4 separate regions of the Mus musculus genome follow, and regions 2, 3 and 4 are each linked to region 1. A link is a contact called in public HiChIP or PLAC-seq and promoter capture Hi-C data. All regions are on one chromosome and are shown on one strand. The core of a region is the stretch at or near the end of the contact, and the rest is flanking DNA. Distances in the headings are between cores, read along the strand shown. Region 1 holds the start of Itfg1 (integrin alpha FG-GAP repeat containing 1). Region 2 overlaps Lonp2 (lon peptidase 2, peroxisomal). Region 3 holds the start of Siah1a (siah E3 ubiquitin protein ligase 1A). Region 4 holds the start of Lonp2 (lon peptidase 2, peroxisomal).

Region 1 (3,253 bases), core at 175-2,674:
CACTTGCTGTTGTGACATATATTTGAGTAAAATAAAGACTTGAAGAGAAAATAGACCCTATAGGATTACTATGTTGCAAAACTGTGTTGCAAAAATACATGTTGGGGGTTGAGAGGACGGTTAAAGACCCTGGCAAAAGACTAGTTATTCTCTTTGCCCAGAACAACCTAATAGCACTTTTTCTATTCCCACAGCAACAGTGTTAATAACCAACTCAAAATTTCTATATGACACAATAAAAGAAAATATAAGCAACAAATATCCCTACAACTGTTTCAAATAATTCTACTGACTCTGAACTTGAGTCAACTGCTTTCTAAAAATTTCTCTTACTTTTCATGTGTTTGTTCCATTACAACCCTAAGTCCTAAGTAAATAAACACACAAAAATTTTAAGATTTCAAATGGAATGAAATTGGCAATACTTTAACAAATACAGTACTTTTCTACAATCTTTCGTCAATCTTTGACAAGGGAAAGGTTCTTGGTTGAACATTTCTTGTCCCCCACCTCTCGTGTTTAAGGACACATTTTTTCCCCCAAGATTGTATCCAATTTCAAAAGTGGCAGTTTCACTGCTGGCTCTCTGGAAAGTTATTAATCAGGAGTACTAACTTTTAAAACGCCAGTGTGACTTTGCAATTTGAACAAGTCAGTTCAGGACACTCGGACTGCTGGCTTTTTAATCTCCGTGGTTGGGAACCACAACTAGAAGCTACAGGTGGTGGGACCATTTGGCTAGGGAAGGGGCCAATTTCATTCTGAGTCATAACTGTACACTAACTTAACTTGTGGCACAAACCGTCTTCCTCAATTTCTGACACACAGAACTGGCTGCAGCTAAAAATTACTGAGGAATGTGAAGGGGGCATATGAGACAAAAGTAGTCGCCAGCTCTTTAGGACCTCACTAAAAATGGAGGTCTACTTTTTGCAGAGCAAGAGCGTTCAGGTTCCAAAGAACTTGTCACTAGCTGACTTACTCGGCAAAGTTTCTGGAGAAGTCAGCTTATCACTAACTTTGGAGAGGAAATAACTTGGGGGAGAAAGACAGACGTTATCTAAATGGGGGAAGTGCAGGGATTGGGGAATGGGGACCAAGATGGACAAGAGCAGGGCAGCAAGAGAAACCTATTGCTTTCTGGAGCCAACTTAAGGAAGCAAGTTGATCCCCAGGACAGATCCCACCTGCCTCCCTCCAGGGGACTTGCGGAGGAGCACCACCCCCTGTACCCAGGAGGGGGAAGGTTGTGGTCACAGGCAGTCAAACCTGAGCGCTTGGCCCGGGCTCTTCGTTCCAAGAGCTTCCAGCTTACTTCAGCCATGAGTCCCTCAGCCCCCGCCATCGCACAGTGCCCACCACCCCAGCTGCCAGTCAGCGAGGCCGGCCCGGCCCCGCCCCCTCGCGCGACACTGTCGGGAGGCACGACAGCCGGAAGTGAGTTCCCGGGCAGACGCCGCCCTAGCTCCTCGGCGTCTTGGTCGTCGGAGAAACAGCCCCAGGGCAGCGTGAGAGTGCAGCGAGGGGCTGCCCGTGAGGCCGCACCCCGAGTCTTTTCTCGGTCGGCCGGTCAGTCGCACGGTGCTTTGCGGCTGCCGTCAAGCGCGGCGGAGGCCGGCCGGGCCGAAGGCGCCATGGCGGCAGGCCGGCTTCCTAGCGCCAGGGCGGTGCTGGCCCCGCTGTTCTTGGGGCTCGCGCTGCTGAGCGTTGGGCCTGCCCCGGCGCGGGCTCTGCACAACGTCACGGCCGAGCTCTTTGGGGCTGAGGCCTGGGGCACCCTGGCGGCCTTCGGTGACCTCAACTCCGACAAACAGACGGACCTCTTCGTGCTGCGGGAAAGTCAGTGCTTGCCGGCCCTCCTCTGTCTGCCCCTCCCGGTGTACCCACGCCCCCTGATTCCTGTTACCCTACCTCTTGCATTTCCCAGTCTTCTGGCTCTCCCTTTATCTTCAGCACAGGGACAGCTTTCCCCTGTTTTTATCAACCCTCGGTCCTAACTCAGTAACCCCGCGGCTTGACCATCAGCCCAACCCTTAAGAACACACCAACCTCCCTTCATCTAGAAACCTCTAGCCTTCATATGGCGAATGATCACCTGCCTGCCAAAGGTCTTCCAGATTTCTAAGAACCTTGGTTTCTGGTCTAAGCATTTGCTTTCCCGTCTTTTTTCCAATCTTCCACCCCCTTTGATGAGAAAACATGCAAGCTGACAGTTTCTTGTGAGAGATGTTCTGCCTTCACCTCCTACTAATTCTGCCCTTCCTTGTGTTAAGATCTTTAAAGGCACTGTGCCTTCCTCAGGCACCAAATTCTCCACCACTCACACCAGCCTCTGTTGTTGTTAACTGCTGATAAACGCAGTGCCTCCTTGGTCATACATTCTCAAACTTCAGACTTCTCCAGCATAAGGTGCCTTAGCTTAGTGTACATCTGGCCCCTCCTCATCTTGAGTACTGCTATAGTCTTCATCCAACTTGCCATTGAAAGTTCATTAACCACATTAAGCCTTAAAAGAAAAAATGTCTGATGCTGACCAAGTGCATCGGTTGGTGGTTAAGGACCAAGGCCATGAATAAAGTTTAAAGCCCCTACAAAGCTGACTGGCAGGATCCTGACAAGGTCTTTTGAGTGCTCTTTCCAGGACCCCAGAACCTCTTATAAGACCTGGATGGTTTTTCCTCTATTTGAATGATTACCCACATTGCAAGAATACTCAAAGTCTGTAGCTAATCTATCCAAACTAGATACAGAGACATTGAAGATATCCTGTGCTTGATTAAGCGTTTCTGAAAGTCTGTCCCAATGAACATTAATTGACCCATCCATGTGGAAGCAAAGGGGGAAGTGTGGAGGGCTCTGCTTTTTCTGCTTATGTGTTGACTTATATCCTTGTAACTTGTGAGTAGATGTTTTAGTAGGAATTCCTGGATCCTTGGTATGATGATAACAGCCTATGAGGGAGACCTGATTGGATGTGGAAAACACAAGACTTAACAGTAGCACAGTATAAATAAGGGTGTGTGTGGGGGGGGGGGGGTGTTTTCTGTATTGCTGCAGATCAAACTTGGGTCTCATACTCAGTATACAACAGTATAGTTTAAGGTGTGCTCTTTATATGGATGCTTCTTTTGAATTATGCCACCTGGCCCTTAATTGAATCCCATGGCGTCACATTGCCTTGAACAAGTATCCTTTTCCATACTTTTCTTTTCCATGTTCCATTAGATTTGTATGAGTATTCTTGGCAGTGCTG
Region 2 (3,225 bases), core at 39-2,538, 850 kb before region 1:
CCAATAGAACCCCAAGTATTCTTGTAGCTTAGTGGGGCTAGTTTTCTCTTCATTGCAGCTCGCATTCCATCTGCATACAAAGGCAACCACTGTTCAGAGCCAGGCCAGTACCCATATGGGAACAATTGGTAAATTGGTGCAAATATCAGTTGTGGGGCAGTGAACCGAGCCATCAAACAGCAAACTTGGTAAGGTCGACTGGATTCAGAAACCCCAGTACCTTCATACCAGAGGATGGTAGGTGTTTCATCTACTCCCAACCAGGCTTCTGTCCTGGAACACAAGGCCATGACACCCCATGGAGAGGACTGTGACAATCAGTCACGAAGGGGCAACACCTGAAGGCCCTCCACACGCAGATGAGGCATCCCTAACATCTCAGACCAAGCCAATAGAAAGCATCTGCCTTTGAACCCCACCCCACCCCACCCCAAAATGTATATAAGATCCTACCCACAAGGAATAAAACACATCAAAGACTGTCTGAGAGTGTCTGTCGTATAGAGCTGTAGCACTTTGGGGAAGAGAGTTCACTTCTAAAGCTTTCACTGCTGGAAGCTGCAGTCACTTCCCGATTGGTGGCCCCAAACTTAGCTCCTAGTCACCAAGCTGACAGCTTGTGGGCCCCTTGTAGTGTCCCTCAGGAGCAACAGCAGCACATATAGATCTGACTCCAACTCCTGGCTTGCAGCACCTGCTGTGTAGCGTCCTGCCCAATGGCACAGACTCTGGAGCAGTGGAGGCTTCGGAAGACTGACTCCCCTTCCCCTTCCTTTGGAGAGTGCAACTCCTTAGCTGCTCAGGTCAGGCTAGAGCCCCTCAGATCTCCGAAGATAGCGTCCAGTACACAGACCAGCAATCAGGCTCAGGAAGAAATATTTAGTATGTCTTCATGATATTGGCAGATGTGAATAACGTATTTCATTTCAACATTAGAATACTGTCTGATTTTGAATTTTAGACACCACACTCTGCTACTAAACACATAGGATTTACCATGGAAGCTTTCTGTCTCTGGGCCTAGAATTTATCATTTTAGTTTGCAGAAGGCTACAAAAGCCCCCAATCTTTATCAGCAAGCCAAGTGTCTTGAAAAATTAAAGTGTCTCTGAAATCCATATTCCCCACCAGGAACCTCAGTCCCATGACCGAGGCAGATTTCCAATTGTTCTGAGCTACCAATGTAATCAAAGGGCAGGAACGACCTGACAAGATGAAGGAGGACTTCCAACACTGAAAATGTGAAACAGAATCCACACTTCCACGCCCTGTTTATGTAACCTGGGTCTTGAGTAAGAAACTTCAGTGTTGGTAAAATGTTCTTCTGATAACGAAAGTGTCTGAGACTGCAATGACTGCTACAGCTTTTCAATGAGCAAACTTGCTGGCAACAGGCAGAGTTCCAAGCTGCCCAGTCTGAAGATCAGGACAATGGAGGTTAGCTTTATTAGCGCCCACAAAGATACAGAAATGATGACTTGTCACAACCTTCCCATTAGACCCAGGCACTACTCTAGAAACTACTCACTTCTGAGTCTTGTAAATCTAAAATGAGCACCCCAAAGCATGTGGTTTTGGTGTATGGAGGCAGATATACAAATCATTCTCTTCATTCTAAATCCACCCAGAAAGAAAGGCATGAAGGTAGGTTAAAATGTTTGAGGACTTATATGTAACTAGAAGCCTTCTAATTACTTTTTCTTCACTAAAAATAAAAAAGGTGCCTTAAAAAAAGTTTTATTAAGAGACATATGCTTATATACGTCTGTCTTCCACTTCTGTGCTTGGTGCCTATAGAGGTCAAGAGCGGGCATCAGCTTCTGTGGACTGGAGTCACAGATGGCCGTGAGCCACACTGTGGGTTCTGTGGACTGGAGTCACAGATGGCCGTGAGCCACACTGTGGGTTCTGTGGACTGGAGTCACAGACGGCCGTGAGCCACACTGTGGGTTCTGGGAAGCAAATCTTCTGCTTCCCCTGCAAGAGCAGGAAGTGCTCTTAACTGCAGAGCCAACTCTCCAGCCCCATGAATGAAGTTTTTATGTCTTCAAACAAGAACAAGATCCACATTGAAGGCTGACAAATGTCTCAACTTTTGCTAAAGATTCATTCATTTAGGGGTCTTTATAGATTTTTTTTTTCCCCCTCAAGGCCACTGAACAGTGGACCAAACCTATTCTTACTGCTTTTGTGTCACAGAAATTTCTACTCTCTCTCAACACCCAAAGACAGGATTTCTCTAGAATTCTCAACAAATTATTCTCTGGGAAATGGGGCTGTATCAACAGAAATTAAATGTATAAAATCCTCAGAATAAATGCTGCTCATACACTAAAACTGGATACAGAGTAGATTTGTGTCTTCTCTTGTTGCTAAAACTCCTTCTCAGGGGAGACATAAGCAGAGCCTACTCCTTCTCCTTAAGGTCCAGTGACAACCCAAGATATAACTCCACAAATGTTCACACTGGGTAACCTTTGAGTCTACTGAGCTTCCTTACAGAGTGTAGGTGATGGGTGTAAGTATTCCTACCCTGGCAAGCCACCACAGGGAAACCTTTACCCAGCAGAGATGTAGGCTTGCCTGTATCTGTACTGATAGAGTGCCCTTCTCCACCATTCTTACCGAATCTATGTACTTTAGCCCCTCTTCCAGGCCACATGCAATTAAGGCAGAGTTGTACACAAAACTCGGTAGGAAACAAGGGAGTATGGCTAAATCTCTCCAGCTAATGGTTGCTTGGCTTGGAGGACAGTCACTTGAAACTCCTCTTCAAGTAGTACACTGTTGGGCACAGTGCCATTTGCCTGTAATCCTAGTTTTGGGGAGGCTGAGGTAGAAAGATGGTACATTTGAGATCAGAATGGATTACAAAATGTACCCCTCTCACTCCCAGCATTCCTTGTTCTCTGCTTATTGATCCATTAGGGACTCCAGGAGTTGGCTGAAAGCTTCCAACCATCATGATTGACTGCCTCTTAAATGGCGAAAAAAATCCACCCTTTCTTCCTTAACTTTGTTCTGTCAGGTATTCTGTCACAGCAACAGGAAAGTAACTAACACAGTGGCCTGTTGGTCTTAAGAAAGATGAAGCCAAGGTGTGACCCCTGAATCTCCCTTGTAATACACAATTCTGTAAGGGGTTCACCTTGCCCTGTTAATCCTTCAGTGTTCAAAACTTACTCCCATAGCTGTGGCAGAGTCCTGGACACTTGTGGGGGGCAG
Region 3 (3,118 bases), core at 481-2,980, 910 kb before region 1:
AAACCAATAGTGGAGAAGTGGACAGTCACAGGTTATCTTCAGAATTGTTTTTCTACTTCCTTAATGTCTCTACCTTTTACAGCCTTCCCCCAATCTTGTTAATTGCTTCTTGTCTTTTGGTTTTGTGGTAGACACCTGTGTTCTCACACACTTGAGTTAGATATTTCATTAGTACCAGGCACTTGTTTTGGGAATTTTTTCTCTCACAGTGGTAGCAGTAAGTTTATATTTGTGTCTCCTGCTAGATAATACTTAAGTGCCTAGCTTAGTTTCTCAGGACTAGTTGATGATTAATATCCTCAGGACTAGTTGATGATTTAGTATTCTCAGGACTAGTTGATAATTATCATTTGTCCAACGAATATGAGAGTGAATGTATGACTTCCTACTTGGTAAGTTTCATGACAAAGCAGAGTTTATGATGGGTTATCTTAGACTCCCTATGTAAATCAAGTATTTTAAATGAACAAGAACACCACTAATATCGACAATCTTCATGAACCTACATAATGCAAGCTCCTTATCTGGCTGTTGAGCTTTGGGGACCAACAGATTTGTAGTATATGGTGCTTTTAACTTAATTAATTTACATTCTCAACTGTTTGGTTGTGCTAATGGTCTCAGAGGAAGGGCTACAGTGAGATACTAGATCGAGAATAGAAATATCAACACAAGCACAGATTACAAATACATTGAGGAAAGCTGAACATTCATTGAGAACAAATTTGAGTTCTGGAAGAGGGCGGAGTTTGTGCTGATGGAAGGCTGAGAGGAGACTTTTCTTCCTTTCTTGAAACCCCATAGAAAAAGTACTTTTCTCACAGCATTGCATTTCTACAGTTCTTCCCTGAAAATCTGCTCAGGATTTGTAAACGCCTTACATTCGGTTAACCTAGTCAGACAGAGGCATCCATGGAAAGACTAACGGGGACTCTGCGAGATGGCTCAGCAGAGGCCCTGCCACCAAGGCTGGCCACTTGCGCTCCACCCCCAGCACTCGCAACTCGTCCTCTGACCTCCACACAATCCCACACCCCAGAATCAAATCTAAAGGTTTCTACCCCTTCACTCGCAACTGGGGACTGAGTCTCAGCCCAGGCAACCACTCCTCACGAAAGCACCCGTAACCCTTGAGATGAGGTCTTCATTTATTTTGGATAAAAGGTCTCCCCGGGAAGTCCCAGAAAACTCTGTATAAACCAGACTGGCCCCAAACTTGTGAAGATCCTGCTTCTGCTTGCCTAGTGCACGGCTCCGTTTTTTAACCTAAAGCAGCAGGGTGGACAGTCCCCAACATCAGCTTCCCAGATGAGTGGGAAAGTGGACTTAAAGGCGTGCTTCTTACTGGCCAGCTTTCAACGAGCCTACCGGGAGGCGCGGCCCTCTTCTCCTCCAGGAGTGGGGTCGTGGAGGCCGCTACAGACCGCGGACCCGGAGAGAGGACGGCGCGAACCCAGTCAATCCCACAGTAACGGCCCGAGACAGCGCAGCCGCCTCGTGGGGATGCTCGGGACGCTGCTCCGGTAACCGAAGCGTCTCGACGCCAACCGCCACCGAGTGCGGGCAGCAGCCGCCAGCCGCTTCTGCGCGTGCGTGGCCGTGGGAAGCCCCGCCCAGCCGGGTTCGGTGCGCGCTCCCGCTCATGGCGGCCGCCGCAGTGTGTGGTACTTAGCGGGCGCGCGCGGCGAGCTCGAGAGCGCGCGGGGCGGCGGCGGCGGCGGCAGGGAAGCCGGGCTGCCGGGCGGGCGCGCTCTCGAGGGCGGCGGCCCAGGGTGTCCCGTCGGTCTCGGTGCCGGGAGAGGTGGAGGCGCGGCCCGCGGTGGCGGCGGTGACGGTGGCGGTGGCGGTGGCGGCGGCGGCAGCTGGCGACCGGGCGCGTTAGACGGGGCCGGGGTCCGCGGCGCGCTCTCCGCCCACAGGTAAGCGGGCGGCCTGGAGGGAGGAGCTGGCCGCGGCCCGGGGAGGGCCGGCGGGTCCCCTCGCGGAGCCGCGGCGCCTTTGTCTCGGCCTCTCCGGGCGGGCCCAGCCGACAGCGGCGGCTCCGGGAGGCGGAGGGCGGGCGGGCGCGCCGAGACTACGGCCCGCGCCCTCGCTCAGTCTTTGTTGTGTGGCCCGGTGTACGGCCAACATGGCGGAGGTCAGCCGCGCGCTTCGCGGGCCGCGGTCGGGCCTTGCCTCGGCGGCTCCGGGAGGGCGGCCTCCCCCGGACCCGCGCCTTTATTGTGCGGGGAAGAACGCAGCCTCCTCCCTTGTTTATGTCGCCACGAGCGAGCGCGCGGACGCCCGCCTGGGCAGCTCCAGCCTTTAAGCCTAAGCCTTGCTCCGCCCAGCTTCCTTTGCGGGATAGTTCGGGGTCCCTCCAAGCTCCCAGATGCAACTTAGTGTGTACGCCCTGGGCCGCTGCGGACCGTCTGTTCCTGGAAAGATACAGAATTTGTTTGCCCTGGCATAAGAGTTACATTTGTGCATTCGGTAAATGAGGCCATGTAGCTGATTTGTCAAAGTCATGGAAGCCCTGAACGTGGATGTAGGACAGGGATCTTACTGCTCTTTCTAGCGTTGAGCATTTACCATTTCTTGCTAGGCTATTGTCCAGGGTGAAATGTTAACTTGTAAAAGCGCTTGGAGCATGGGCTCCGAACTCTGCCCTCCTGCTTTGATTCCAATCCTGCCCCACGGGTTTGTGACCTTGGGCACGATTTTGGTGCTTCATTTTGCTAATCTGCAAAATGGGTCTGATGGAGAGTATTTGTCTCAAGCCTATTGAGAACCGATGAGATGGGAAATAGTTGATGTGCAGAGAGCTCTTAGTAAGTGCTAAGCTATTACAGTAAATGATTACTGCTAAAGGTCCTTGCCTCATAAAATTCGCTTAAGTTATTTTGGCATGGATGCGTTGGAAGTACATAGCCCAAAATGTTTGAAATCGGGTTATATAAAACCGGGTTAGTATTTGGGTTTTACTGTTTTAAGAAATGAAAGGGTTTAGAGGACAGAATGCTATGCTTTGTGAGATGATGGAATTTGGGGATTTGAGCGATAAGGGATGTGAATGCGTGGTGGAATTTGGAAAGTCACTGAAGTTTCCTTTAAGCAGGTTTAGTTTATGGATCAGTTC
Region 4 (3,113 bases), core at 368-2,867, 780 kb before region 1:
GCTAAGACACACTATAGACTAGTACTGTCCAATAAAAATACAAGCCATACTCGTGATTTTAGTATCCACAGGTGATTTTAGGTGAAGTGGTCAGAATATTAACATTGTAACATTTATTCTATGTAACATTAATTAAGCAGGGCAGTGGCACACGCCTTTAATCCCAGCACTTGGGAGGCAGAGGCAGGCGGATTTCTGAGTTCAAGGCCAGCCTGGTCTACAGAGTGAGTTCCAGGACAGCCAGGGCCACACAGAGAAACCCTGTCTCGAAAAAGAAAAAGGAAATTCACGTTTTCTCAAACTATAGTGTGCACTGTACATTTATGACACATTTAGGGTGACCAACTGCCTTGAGCTGCCTAGAATTGACAGCCTTTCTGGGCACACATGCACTCTAGTGTTAAAACTCATATTAGAGCATGCACACTTCAAGTGCTCTATACGCACAATCACTGTGCAGTCCAGGGAAGCATGGGGCAAACCAGTCTGCACAGATGGACCTTCAAGACACACCTAAGAGACATGGGAAATCACAGGGGAAGAGTCAGACGCAGGTGAAATCTACCACCCAAGTCAACGAACCAGAGCCGGGACACAGGGCTATCCAGTGACATCCCCCGGGCCTAAGATAAAAATGCCAGGAAGGAGCAAAGGTGAGCCTAGAGGCTGGGAAGACTGTAGTGGGAGACCCCAAGGAAAATGCTAACAGGAATGGCCCTTCATGAAGGGGAGGCCGTCGGGGAATAGAGAAAATAGGTAACAACATGTAAAACAAAGCACCCAAAAGTTAACTGCGTAGTTTAGGCATGAGCAGGAAAAAGAAAGAAAGAAAGAGAGAGAGAGAGAGAGAGAGAGAGAGAGAGAGAGAGAGAGATAGATAGATAGATAGATAGATCTAGATTTATAATGTTTCAGCTGGAGAACATGACCGGAGGTTGACTGAAAGAAAGGGGACAGGGTGAAAGGTGGTATGGGGGAGGGGCCCGGGCGCTGGGCGGTGAAGAAGGCTATGTAGGACACGAATTCACATCAGATAAGCACCAGCAACAGGCAGCAAATGAACTGCACAGAGTTTCCACCCGTGTCAGGCATTGCTCCGTGACTGATCCGGCTCACTAACGGTCACTGGCGAAAAGCGTCCCTCCCACTTTTCACGCTGGGGAGACTTGAGCCACAACTCCGCTCACAGGCCGCCGGGGCGCGAGTCCCGGAGGGCCTCCCTCCGAGTGCCCGGCGGGCCTACCTGTGCAATGGTGGCAGGTCCTGCGTGTCGCTGGCCGGGTCGGGTGTGTTGGGGATGACTCCTAGAATGGTGCTCTGCAACGACGTGCCCTTGAGCAAGCGGCTCCGCACCAGCTGCAAGTTGCGGGCCGTGTCCACACTTGTGCGCATAGTGGAGCCAGGCAGCAACACACTCTCGTGGGTCAACAGCAGCGGAAGGCGGCTGGGGATCTGGATGGGGCTCACGGAGGACATGGCCACTGGTCGTCAACACCAGAGGTGTCAGGAGGACTCCCAAGTACGAACTCTACACTTCCTTCGCCGAACGCACCGCAGCCGTCACTCGACGGCCCGCCCCCAGGCCTGAGTGCCGCCGCTTCCGGCACCGCCCCTTCCCCAGGCTCCGGTCCCCAGGCCTGCCGCCGCTTCCGGCCCCGCCCCTTCTCCAGGCTCCCAGACTTCTGCCCGGACGCTTCGGACTCGCCCCCGGGCCATGTGCTGCTGTTTCCGGGCCCGCCCACAACCCTTCCGGAGGCCGCAGCGGCTAAGCCTTCCGGTCTGTCACTCTCCCCCCCCCCCCCCCCCCAAAGCTAAAGCGTAGCGGCTTCTGGCTCCGCCCCTAGACCCAAACCCCTCAATTTCTGGCTGCATCCCCAGGCTGGTCCCTACATTAAACACCTCCGCTCCCCGCTAGCCCAGAGATACCCAATTTCTGTCGCTTCGCTCAGCCCTTCTCTCTGAACCAGTGATGCCAGACGACAAGCAAACCTGGTGCACAGACAGCATGAACAGTGCCTGCATTTAAATTCGGAAGGAATGTTGAGAAGGACGGTGTGCACTAGACATTTTTAAACCTTTTTATTGAATAGATTTTATATTTTAACAAGTATCCTATACCTCTCACTCGGTTTTCCCTATTATGTTGCATAACCATGGTTCACATAACCCAGGAAATTAGTATTACCATTACCTAATCCATAGACCTTCTCCCAAGCTGGTGGGTTTTACTATCGTCCTTAATTTTTCACTTTGTTTATCTCCTGGATCTCTTAAGTCTGTGATATTGCTTCCATCTTTGCTTTATTTTATTAGTATTTTAAACAGATACTTTTAAAAAAGGGGCATTCAATTATTTGTAGAAGGTCACAATTTGGATGATAGATTCTAGGTTGTGGTCTGAGTCACTGAGGTCTAGAGGGAGGGTGAACTGGTAGGTGATGATCTTGGTTGTGACACACTCATCAAGTATGCATTGTGTAGATATCTTGAGATAGACTTTGGGAGTAATATAAAGAAAAAATATATACAATAACTTACCTTTTTATTAAGAGTCTTATCTGGAGAGTAGAGGACTTATACTCTGAGATTCCTGGTGTCTTTTTAAAAATGGTACTTGGGATTGGACCAAGGGCTCTGAACATGGTAGGTATTTTATGAGGAAACTATGACCATCTTAAAAACCTTGGGGCATATTTTTTAAAAAAACTTTATTTATTTTTATCATGCATACATATCCTAAAAGCAACAAGTGTTTTGTGTGCATACTAATGTCTGGACTTATTTTTGTTTAATAAATTAATTTTTTGATTTTATTATTTTCTTGGTCTCCTAGGACAGGGTCTTAACTGAGTCACACATATGGCCAAAGAAAAAGAGTCATTCCAGGATGATATATGGCCTTGCAGGCAGCCAAGAGGTCTAGCCTCTTGTAGACTGAACCCCAAACAGCTGTGCAGAACCATGTAATTGTCACACAAAAGTTGTTTTTAGAGTAAAACAGGAACTTCATACCAAAACCCAGGTCTAATCTGTGTGTTTCTTGAAGGAGCACCAAAACCTTGCAACTTCAATTCTTACTGTCTACTGTTTGCTGTACCCGACTATGCAAGCTG

What was found. Promoter capture Hi-C pulls out the DNA fragments that hold promoters and counts their contacts. HiChIP or PLAC-seq counts read pairs in DNA pulled down with a chosen protein or histone mark.
Region 2: a contact with region 1 is called in an H3K27ac HiChIP or PLAC-seq map of large pre-B cells, with 3 times the contacts expected there. The contact joins the enhancer-like site here to the promoter of Itfg1 in region 1. A contact is called at or near these places in 5 of 39 promoter capture datasets (the 3T3-L1 cell line, the C10 cell line, liver and 1 more) and 1 of 115 datasets of contacts at active chromatin or transcription factors (large pre-B cells).
Region 3: an H3K27ac HiChIP or PLAC-seq map of embryonic stem cells shows a contact between it and region 1, with 6 times the contacts expected there. The contact joins the promoter of Siah1a here to the promoter of Itfg1 in region 1. A contact is called at or near these places in 10 of 39 promoter capture datasets (the 3T3-L1 cell line, HPC-7-derived erythroid cells, embryonic stem cells and 4 more), 1 of 484 Hi-C or Micro-C datasets (embryonic stem cells), 4 of 115 datasets of contacts at active chromatin or transcription factors (astrocytes, cardiomyocytes, embryonic stem cells and 1 more) and 3 of 9 other capture datasets (adipose tissue, embryonic stem cells and liver).
Region 4: a contact with region 1 is called in a promoter capture Hi-C map of embryonic stem cells, with 5 times the contacts expected there. The contact joins the promoter of Lonp2 here to the promoter of Itfg1 in region 1. A contact is called at or near these places in 16 of 39 promoter capture datasets (the 3T3-L1 cell line, 3T3-L1-derived adipocytes, the C10 cell line and 9 more), 1 of 15 datasets of contacts at CTCF or cohesin (the NIH/3T3 cell line), 4 of 484 Hi-C or Micro-C datasets (CD8 T cells, embryonic stem cells and muscle stem cells), 12 of 115 datasets of contacts at active chromatin or transcription factors (DN3 thymocytes, bone marrow-derived macrophages, embryonic forebrain and 8 more) and 3 of 9 other capture datasets (adipose tissue, liver and macrophages).

The regions. Positions count from the first base shown.
Region 1 is chr8:85,839,120-85,842,372 of GRCm38.p6, reverse strand. It overlaps Itfg1 (integrin alpha FG-GAP repeat containing 1), which reads left to right and starts at 1,424. Exons shown (of 18, transcript NM_028007.3): 1 at 1,424-1,839. The coding sequence starts at 1,635. It overlaps Phkb (phosphorylase kinase beta), which reads right to left and starts at 1,385. Exons shown (of 32, transcript NM_199446.2): 1 at 1,270-1,385.
Region 2 is chr8:86,688,669-86,691,893 of GRCm38.p6, reverse strand. The region is part of intron 11 of Lonp2 (lon peptidase 2, peroxisomal); the gene reads right to left. Among named protein-coding and RNA genes, the nearest start is that of Gm22305, 19 kb to the right of the region's middle. Within about 2 kb of position 1,288, at least 20 of the 459 cell types and tissues checked have an H3K27ac peak or open chromatin away from gene starts, as enhancers often do.
Region 3 is chr8:86,744,618-86,747,735 of GRCm38.p6, reverse strand. It overlaps Siah1a (siah E3 ubiquitin protein ligase 1A), which reads left to right and starts at 1,730. Exons shown (of 2, transcript NM_009172.2): 1 at 1,730-1,919. Gm10638 (predicted gene 10638) reads right to left here and starts at 2,037. Exons shown (of 1, transcript NR_027829.1): 1 at 676-2,037.
Region 4 is chr8:86,622,547-86,625,659 of GRCm38.p6, reverse strand. It overlaps Lonp2 (lon peptidase 2, peroxisomal), which reads right to left and starts at 1,617. Exons shown (of 15, transcript NM_025827.3): 1 at 1,244-1,617. The coding sequence starts at 1,476.